Regions from separate parts of the Hordeum vulgare genome. Here region 1 is linked to region 2. Evidence: chromatin contacts called from public Hi-C data. All regions are on one chromosome and are shown on one strand. The core of a region is the stretch at or near the end of the contact, and the rest is flanking DNA. Distances in the headings are between cores, read along the strand shown.

Region 1 (4,879 bases), core at 1,394-3,893, 600 kb before region 2:
CACCGAGAAAAAACTTCAATGGGCCATTTTTCTTTTATGTAATGCTAATATAAGTTCAGGGAGGGAAGTTGCCTGCTCGGACTCCATCCTCCTGAATACAATGCTGATCATCTGTGTTAACATGGCTTTTGAGGTAGCCTGGTTCACAGGGCTCTTGCTGAAATACCAGCAAAAAGTTTAAGCATGTATCAGAATCATAATACAGCAAGCATGAAAATGTAATATAACAATTACCAGTTAAGAGTCTGCTAAAAAAATTACCTGTTAAGGGCAATGTTATAGCATACCCTAATCACTCCAAGCAATGGTTCTCCATGTACTGCATTACAACAAAAAGTGTCAAACTAAGCATTCTCGCATCTCACATGAATGTTACATATGGAAAGCCAGCTACAGGCAGCAATACTTACACCTCCTCACTGACTATGCATAATAATTGGTTAACAACTTTGAACTTGTTTGCCTAGAGGCTTTCTACAAAGATAACTACAGATATGATTTTAATTTACCACAAAAAATACATGGCAGCAAACAAGTCTGCAATCTCAGATATAAATTTTGGGGTTATCTGTACACAAAGTTAAGCTTCATGTCAGATCAGAGCTTCAGGAGGGGGCATGGCCAACACGGCACTAATAATCTACACTTTTTGCCAGACGATGATATTATCATAGCTTAGTGATCCTATCCAAACAGACGCATTAGCTTCTAACTTGCATAATAAGCACAATGTTAAGAGATGTAAAAATGAGCTTAGCATGACTGGAAGGTTACCTCTAAACCTATTTGAAGCAACAGCGTTGAGGAGCACTTTCAAGACCTGGAGAACAGTACTGCAAAAGACGTGTTAACTCATATCAGTACCTGTGCATAATTGTGACCTAACATGATATGAACTTAATGTAATGCATACCTGTCAGAGGAGGTGTTATCAACACACCCACATACCATGTTCAGGATGTCAGTAAATAGTGGGGAATTTTTACCCTCTTCTAGACCAGGATCACCTTCCAGATGGTCATAAGCAACAAGTTTCTGGTAATTGAAATGGAAACCGCCCAATCAGAAAAAGTTGTCCAGCAAGTCTCATGTGATATTGCAACGTAAATACGAAAGGTTACACGATGTTTCAAAGGTGGCGAAAAACATATTTGAGTGATCCTACACATGGAGCGGCAATTGGGGTATTCATTTAGAGTGTGGCACAATCAGAATGAAGAAGACACTTGTCTAGACACCCTTGCAGTGTAGCATATCCTGAGCTAGCAAACACAACGAAAGGCCATATATTGGATACCATATGGACAAGGTATGGTACACACCATATATGTATATGTGATAGCTGTGGACTTATATTCAGATTTACATTGATGTTTATGAATAGTAGACAAATGAACTGCCAAATAAACAAAACTATACCAATATAACAAGCATAGAACTGAAGTAAGCATCTTCATTTGCCTGTTTTGTGGTCTTTTTCTAACTGAAAGTTTTGTTGTCTTGTTACAATAACACTTATGTTAAGTTTGTCAACTAAAACCTTTCAGTTATGAATCAATTTGGTAATAGCTGTCTATGCATACGCACTGATTTTACTCTCCGACTCCAAGTTTGGTCCAACATCCAGTACATACATGATGATAGTCTATGACCGATGTCGATCTTGTCAGAATTGTATGCTTGTCAAAACAGTATAGAGACTGTTTACATCCCGAACCCAGATGGCCAAATGCAAGGGGTTGTGTAATGCTTCCAGTCATATGGAATGAACAACAATGGTCTCATACACCATCTATCACCACATCAGCAAATAAAGTATCCCCTACACAGGGCATCCCAGCCCCAAGGACCAATGCCTTTCAGGGGGGCCTGCTGCTGTAGTGAAAGATCAATTCAAGTTTGCTACCGTAGTGAACGATCACTCTTGCCGCACCGCATTTGCGGCGACAATGTAACCCGGTTTCTGGTTTGTAAGCCTCCGGCGGGTGAAGAGGTAGCAACGACCAGGAAAAGGAGACAGACATTACATGGAGGCAGTCGAGCGCCGGCTCGACGAGCTTGATGTGCTTGGTCTCGAAGGCGAGGCGCAGCGGCTGCAGCACCAGCTCGGCCTGGGTGCCCTCCAGCACGCGCCCGGCCGAGGCCAGCACATGCGTGACAGGCGCCGGCGCGCCGTCCTCCTGCTGCTCCTGGGCCGCCGCCCCCTTGATGGCATCTGCGACAGACACGCAAACCAGAGCTTAGTCGATCACCGATCGGGCGCGCGCGCGCAGCTGCGGTATCCCCAATGCGCGGGGTGGTGGCGGAAGGCGTGGACGCACCGAGGTAGGACTGGATGGATTGCTGGAGCGCGGCGAACTTGCCGCGGTTGGCGGAGCACTCCTTGAGCATGGCCTCGAAGGCCCGGGTGACGAAGCCTCCCGCGGCGCCCGCCATGGCCGCGGCGGATCTCCCTCCTCCTCCTCCTCCTCCGGGTCGCGGCGGGGCGAGTGGGGAGGAAATGGAGTGGTTAGATCCGAGGAGAGGGAGGGGACGCGAGATCTGGAGAGAGAGAGAGAGAGAGAGGGGAGGGGGGTTTGGATCTGGGCGCCTCACTCGTCGACCTGTTTCGATCGCGGGTTTCAACGGATCGCCAGGACCATTTGCCAAATTTCTTTCACGGCAATATACTTTGCCTTGCCACGACCTCCCACGCACACGCAGTAGCAGACTATCTGTGCAGAAGATTCGGTGCGTGTGCGCAAAGGTTTAGGCCAGACGGGCCTATGGGAGAACACGTCGACAAACGATGGTTTTGTTTTGTTTTGCTAATCACCTCATCAAGCATTTACAGTTTTGCAATGTATACTCCATCGGTCTCGGTTTATAAATCATGTTACGAAAATCAAATAATCTCAAAATATTAAGGCATGATGCATTAACTTTCACCTTTTTTGTTGTTTTTTAAGATGAATAAAGAAATCAACCAATAAAAGACATGATGCATGTATACTTTTAATGACTTGAGACTAACCTAGCACGACATGCATTGATCAATTCCTTGCATGTAATGGTATTAATTAGTAAAATTAACATTAATTTTTCTCATTTTCCTTTCTGTCTTGATCGCAATGCACAACCTAAGATGACATATACATCTAAATCCGAATACATTCTATCTTCCTAACTGAACAGAGCCCACATATAAAGCCAGGTTGCATTTACTTACGTCTCGGTGTTTGATCTATAGTTGTTATGCTCATTTATGTATAGATCTTAAATCACAAACTCTCTTTGCATATTTATCCCATACAAATTCTTACCATCATTTGGTAAAATAATGTAATCATGATACTGGTTCACGTCATTGTACCATGTATATGATTAATAATTTTAGAAACATGGTACAGAAGCAAACAGTCACAATACACGCACACTTACACTTATGAATAAGTGCATGCGCTCTTGTTCTATGAGCACCTTTGAAATATTGAGTCGGGAGATCTTGAAATTGACGTAGTCGTGAGGTACCCCACAGTTGTGGGGCACATCATATTATTAAAAAATTAATGTACGAGAGACTGAAATAAATTCAAAAAATATGTGAGCACTTGTATCAAATCTAAGATTTGAAGCCGGGTGGGTTGGTTTCATCTAAGTTAAGCTTGGTTTTTCAAAAAAAAGGCTTAGTTCCCATGACTCACAATTTTAGGTCCTCTTTGGTTAACCCAATTTTCAAATCAAGAGAATAGGAAAAGGTTTGATTAAAGTATTATCTTATATTAACTTGGATCTTTTATAGGATTATAATGCTACATGATTTTACATGAGAGTGTTTGATATAACATAGAAAGAACAAAGAAAACTATTAAGAGGTTTGAGTGGACCAAAAAAGTCCTCGCTAATAAAGTTGAAGTATCGTAGGGATACCGCTTCGTCTCATGGCTCTCGGGTAAATAAGGCGATTAGAGTTTCACCTAGCTCCCATCGACGCGAGTAGTGGAGCCAGGCCTCGGGCACACAAGGCCCAGGCCGAGGGCGTGGAAACTTTTACCATCAATTATCTATATAGAATTTTGTATGGGACTCGGGTTCAACCTAGTCAAAGTAGGTCCAAATACCGGATGGGTTGCCTCACCAAACGTTAGTCACCACCTATCCTCGCATTACATACACGCCCGACTGTCGAGGAACGTTGCATGGGAAACAAATATTTTCCTACGCATACGAAAGACCTATCCATGGTGATGATCATCTACGAGAGGGGAGATCGAATCCACATACCCTTGTAGGCCGCTAAGCGGGAAGCGTTAAGAAACGCGGTTGATGTAATTGAACATCTCCGCGATCCAATTCGCAAGTCGTCCCGCAATCCAATCACGATCTAGCGCCGAACGGACGGCACCTCCGCGTTCAGCACACGTGCAGCTCGATGACGATCTCTGCCTTCTTGCTCGAGCAAGAGAGACGAAGAGGTAGCTGAATTCTCTGACAGCACGATGGCATGACGGTGATGATGGTGGAGCTACTCCGGCAGGGCTTCGTCGTGCCGTACCAAAATAACTACGGGGTGTCACGAGGTGGTGGAGGGAGAGAGGGTTGCGCCGTGGCTTGTGGTGCAAAAAGCCTCTCTACCCTCCACTAAATATAGGAGGGAGGGAGGGGTGGCACCCTAGGGACTTGCCCTAGGGTTCGACCGGTGCAAAGGAGGAGGGAGGAGTCCTTCTCCAAGTCGATTTGGAGGAGGAGAACTCCTCTCCCTATTCGGTTTGGCCCCACCTCTCTCTCTTCTCCAATTCGGCCGAAATAGGCCCTCTTGGGATGGCCGCCCAGCCCACCACGGGCTGGTGCGCCACCCTTGGGCCTATTTGGTCCCTTCCCGGGTGGGTGGCCCCTCCGG
Region 2 (4,611 bases), core at 790-3,289:
GCCGCAGTGCGATCCCGGCAGACGGCGCAAAAGGCCGGCAAGGCCGGGGTCGTAAAGCGGAGGAAGAAGCCACCTTATTCAACCTCTGACTTCACCCCCCCCCCCCCCCGCCGCAAGGAGGTGCTCCGACGATGCCGTTGAACGATTCCGCTCCCCCCGCGGCCGAGGTGTTCGACGAAATGGCTGGAAGGTATGCCTCTTCGGTCTTGGCGATTCCTTTTCATGTTTCGCCATTAGTCTTGCTAGCTCATGACTTGTTATCGTTCGCTATAGCGGTGGTTCGAACAATGCAACAACCGAGTTCATGAACATGTTGGACACGAACACGGTTGACATTGATCAAGCCTCTTTCGAACCATTCAACTACAATGAAACGGACGGCGGCGTGGATGATCATGGTGCTGCGGACGAATTGGAGGAGATCGAAGCGGAATCTTTTGAGCAATCGCAAGCAAAGGATGGGAAAAGCCAAAGATCGAAGAACTACACGATCTTGGAAGATCAAGCTTTGATCCAAGCATGGAGTGAGGTGTCTCTTGATGCATGCACGGGTGTTTCTCAAACCACCAAGAGATATTGGCAAAGGATCGAAGATCAATACTTCTGCATTATGAAAAAGTATCCTAATAGGACTGCACGCACATTTCGGTCACTTCAAGGGCGTTGGGAGAATATCAAACCTATGTGCAGCCATTGAGGAGCTTGCTTGGAGCAAGTACGCAATGCACCTCCAAGTGGCACCGTGGAGTCCGACTGTGTGAGTTTGTTTTTCCTTTGTTCAACTTCTGCATCATCATAATGTATCATGGGAAATGATTGCATCACTTTGTTCACATTTTTTAGGACAAGATTGCTCAACATAGATACAAGGACATGGAAGCTTCGGAAGGCAAATTCTTCAAATTAAAGCATTGTTGGGAGTTGCTCCAAAAGTGCGACAAGTGGAAGTTGATCAACAGAGAATCCCCACCAAAGAGAGGCTCACTTATAAACATGGATGAAGATGAGGATGATGATGGACCAAGAAATTTGCACAAGCCCGATGACGACAAGAAGACTAAAGAGAAGATGAAGAGAGAGCAAGAAGCAGCGAGCTTGAGGGAGAAGATTGATGCCATGGTGCAATCAAACGACTTGATGTTGTTGAAGTCGTTGGAGATCAAGAAAGAGTTGGCCGAGAAGAAGGCAAAAGAGAAGCAAGAAAAATGGCAAATGCACGAGGAAGAGGGGCTCCGCAAAGCTGCCATTGAGGAGAGAAAAGCACGCGCCTCTGAAACCAAATCGATATCATTGTTGCTTGCCGAGGAAAACAAGATCATGTCAATGAACCGCAATGACATGGACGACCTCACCAAAACATGACATGATATGGCAAGGAGAGAGATCTTGAAGAGGAGAATGGTCGCCTCGACCGGTCCGTGTTCCAGTTCCGGTGATGTTTTCTGCTTCATATAGTGCCAATGTGGATGATTTCGGTGCGGGAGTTGGAACAAGCGACGAATGTGGATTCGGTGGCGTCGATGAACTTCAATATGGACTTCATGGCGCGGGGTGAAGATCGACCCCCAAGATGATGCCGGACATGGGCGCAAACCTTTGCATGCCTTCTTTTGCGTAATGAACTTCACTTTTATTTGCGCACAAACTGTTTATTTCGTTTGAATTTAAACTTGTTTGCCAAACCCTATGTCAAATACGAGATTTATAGTTTTCTGTTTGCGGGTCGTCGCGGTGGAACCCGAACAGAACCCGTAGAAGCCAACCCGTAAAAAAACATATTCCGCGAATATATCTTTTTACCAATCCGTTTGGGGGGTCTGCATCTGTGCCAGTCCGCACCGGCACGCAAAAATGATTTTGCGCGAACTGCAAACGCGTTTTGCTAGCCGATGAGATGCGGGGCCTGGTAGAGTTGCTCTAAGTAAATAAAAAGAGTTGGAGGCTCCCTTTCCTCGTGCCCGTTCACTCACGGGCACGGCCAATCCAGAGCCCCGCAAATGGCGACAATGATGAGATGAGCCCCCCTTTTGTTCCTCCCGCCTTTTCAAATTTTGGCACCTCTCACCAATAATGAAGGAGGAGGAGGGAGAGCCGTCCGGGTCAAGGAGTGTGTGCCCCCACCGTTCTCCGCTTGGACGTTTTTGTGCTAGAAAATTGTCCCGTCTTTCTTTCCACCAGAATAGATATACTCGTACTAGTACAGGAGCAATCCGCTCGAAAGCCGAATCTCAGAATCCGGTGCCAGGAGATAAAAACTTGTACGTACGTCCCGGCAACGTAGAGCATCCCTTCCGTGCAGCTACACAGGCTACAGGTGAAGCAAGCGCATGGGCCGCTGCCGCTTCCATCTCCCCACTCCCACTCATCATCTCAGAAAGAAAGAAGCCAATTCCCTTCCCAAAACCCAAGAAGATGTTTTGGTCCATACAATTTTCATAACGGCTACTGAACGTCTTGCCCCTGCTCCTTTGAGACTAACCACCAATTAATTACTATATACTCCCTTCGCCTCAAAATAACTGTCTCAACTTTATACTAGCTCTAGTATAAAGTTGTATCAAGCTTAAGACAATTATTTTGGGACGGAGGAAGTATAATATATACTCCATTACGTCGTGGTTTAAGTAGCCGTTATAGGTCTGTAGCTGTGTCAGTCTCGAGCTCCGACAGCGGCGTGGCACGCTAATCCAATCCAGTTAATCTAATCTAGTCAGGCGCAATATGATTGATTAATAATCAAACACTTGGTCACGCCCTCACGTGCGTCGCCCGCCGTGTTCACTTTGGACCGGGGAATAGTACTCCGTCCGGTACATTTTAGTCTGCATATTAGCTTTGTTCGAAATCAAAATATCTCTACTTTGATCAAATTTATAGAAACATGTATCAACATTCACAATGTCAAATAAATATTGTTAGATTCATTACGAAAGGTGGTTTCATGATATGTATATTTGGTATTGTAGATGTTGATATTTTTCAATATATATCTGGTCAAACTTTATAAAGTTTGACTTGATCCAAATCTAATATAGGGAGTAAAAAGACCGGAGGGAGTACTAGCTGCTAATCGCATCGTACGGCGCGACAGGGATGTGTGTGGACTGGACTGGCAGGCCGATGAGATTAGCCAATGACGCACGGACCCGACAGAAGAATGGTATTCTCTCTGCACTGCAGCCATCAGAAACTGGTACCCCTCCAACAAAATAAAAAATAAACTACCAGAAACTGGTCACCAGATTCACGACGATTTCTTTTGGTTGGGTTGGGTTGGAAATTTGGAATTAGATTCAGGGCTTCAAACTTGCTGGGAAAACTCAACCGAGTCTGACTAAATTCAGGCAAGCTGCTCGGTCGGTGGTACGTTCATATGGCAAGTCATGCCTAACGGCTTCAAATAGTGTACAGTATTCAATCTGGCCCATGATCTTGACCGGTTTCCAACTTCCAGGTTGTAATCATGCTGGCTACACTACACTTCTTCAAGGGAAACTGAAAGCCCTCCACCACAACTTGCTGCTTCACGTTCAGCATCAAAGGTGGACAGACAGATAGACAGACGAGACGAGAAAGAACATGCACGGGAACCAATTGCTGGCTTTGAAAAATTCCCATCCGCCCATCTGCCAGGAATGGATCTAACAATCAAGTGTACCGCGACCAACGCGCACACAGGCATATATATACCTAAATAATTATATCTGGAAAGAACTAAACTAGTTCTTCCCAACTACTCTACAATTATTTAGGCAACAGCAGAGAAACTGTTATCTGTCAGGTAACCTCCCACCGCAGTACACGAGCCAGCCAGCAAAACTGGCTTCACAACAAACATACATCTGAACCTCCCAGTTTTAACTTAACAGACATTCCCCGGGAGAACCGGCTACAGAAAACAGAAGTGCTACTCCGCTCTCGCTCGGATGCCACAGAAAACACAATTCTTGGCTCGGCAAAAGGACCCAACCGATCATCTCCACGGGGGGATCTCGGCGCTCGTCGGTTATGACAGTTTAACCTCGTCCTCTTCTGCAATCTCTCCCCAACACGCTCGTCACACTAGCAGGCTGACGATCGATCATCCCAGGTGGTTCTCCTTCTCCATGGCAGCGTTCTTTCGCAACCGAGCAGGGGGCAGAGCCGGTGCCCTCGCCATGGCAAGGCTGCCGTTCTCCTTGTTGCTGCTCACGGACTCGCCTGCCTTGGCGGCGTTGCGGTCCGTGAGAGGGTTGCTGTCCACGGCGGCAGACATTGCCCTCGGCAGCCTCAGGGGAATGTCGGCCCTGTTCTGCGGAGCGGCTTCAGGGTTATCTGGTGCAGAGGTCGGTGGAGGAGGCTCGGTGGGGACGAGCTGGATTGTTGCCGTCTTGCGCCAGTTCTTCCTCTGCTTCGGTTTTGCCCCACCTTGTTTCACCTGAAAGTTATACATAGAAAAATGAGTCTGTCACCGTACAAAAATGTCCATGACAGCAAAAACGGTCGGTCGCGCGAGCGACTGAAATAATTGTGCACTTACATCTGTATTTCCAATGTCCGCCAATGGTTTTCTTGATTTTGGCTGCTGAGCTTCCTTCTCAGCCACAGCATTCTCAAGAAGCATGATTCCTT

The links. Hi-C and Micro-C count contacts between places; a contact is called where the count stands out from the background.
Region 1: a contact with region 2 is called in a Hi-C map of seedling, with 2.5 times the contacts expected there. The contact joins the promoter of LOC123425678 here to the enhancer-like site in region 2. A contact is called at or near these places in 2 of 6 Hi-C or Micro-C datasets (leaf and seedling).

What each region holds. Positions count from the first base shown.
Region 1 is chr2H:163,861,367-163,866,245 of MorexV3_pseudomolecules_assembly, reverse strand. It overlaps LOC123425678 (brefeldin A-inhibited guanine nucleotide-exchange protein 5), which reads right to left and starts at 2,643. Exons shown (of 32, transcript XM_045109385.1): 1 at 2,322-2,643; 2 at 2,028-2,215; 3 at 914-1,035; 4 at 775-833; 5 at 262-319; 6 at 73-157. The coding sequence starts at 2,436.
Region 2 is chr2H:163,256,114-163,260,724 of MorexV3_pseudomolecules_assembly, reverse strand. LOC123425674 (kinesin-like protein KIN-4C) reads right to left here. Exons shown (of 27, transcript XM_045109377.1): 26 at 4,520-4,611; 27 at 3,643-4,417. The coding sequence ends at 4,082. Among protein-coding and RNA genes, the nearest start is that of LOC123425674, 11 kb to the right of the region's middle. Within about 2 kb of position 2,039, at least 3 of the 3 cell types and tissues checked have open chromatin away from gene starts, as enhancers often do. A contact at or near this core is called in leaf and seedling, where this site is marked.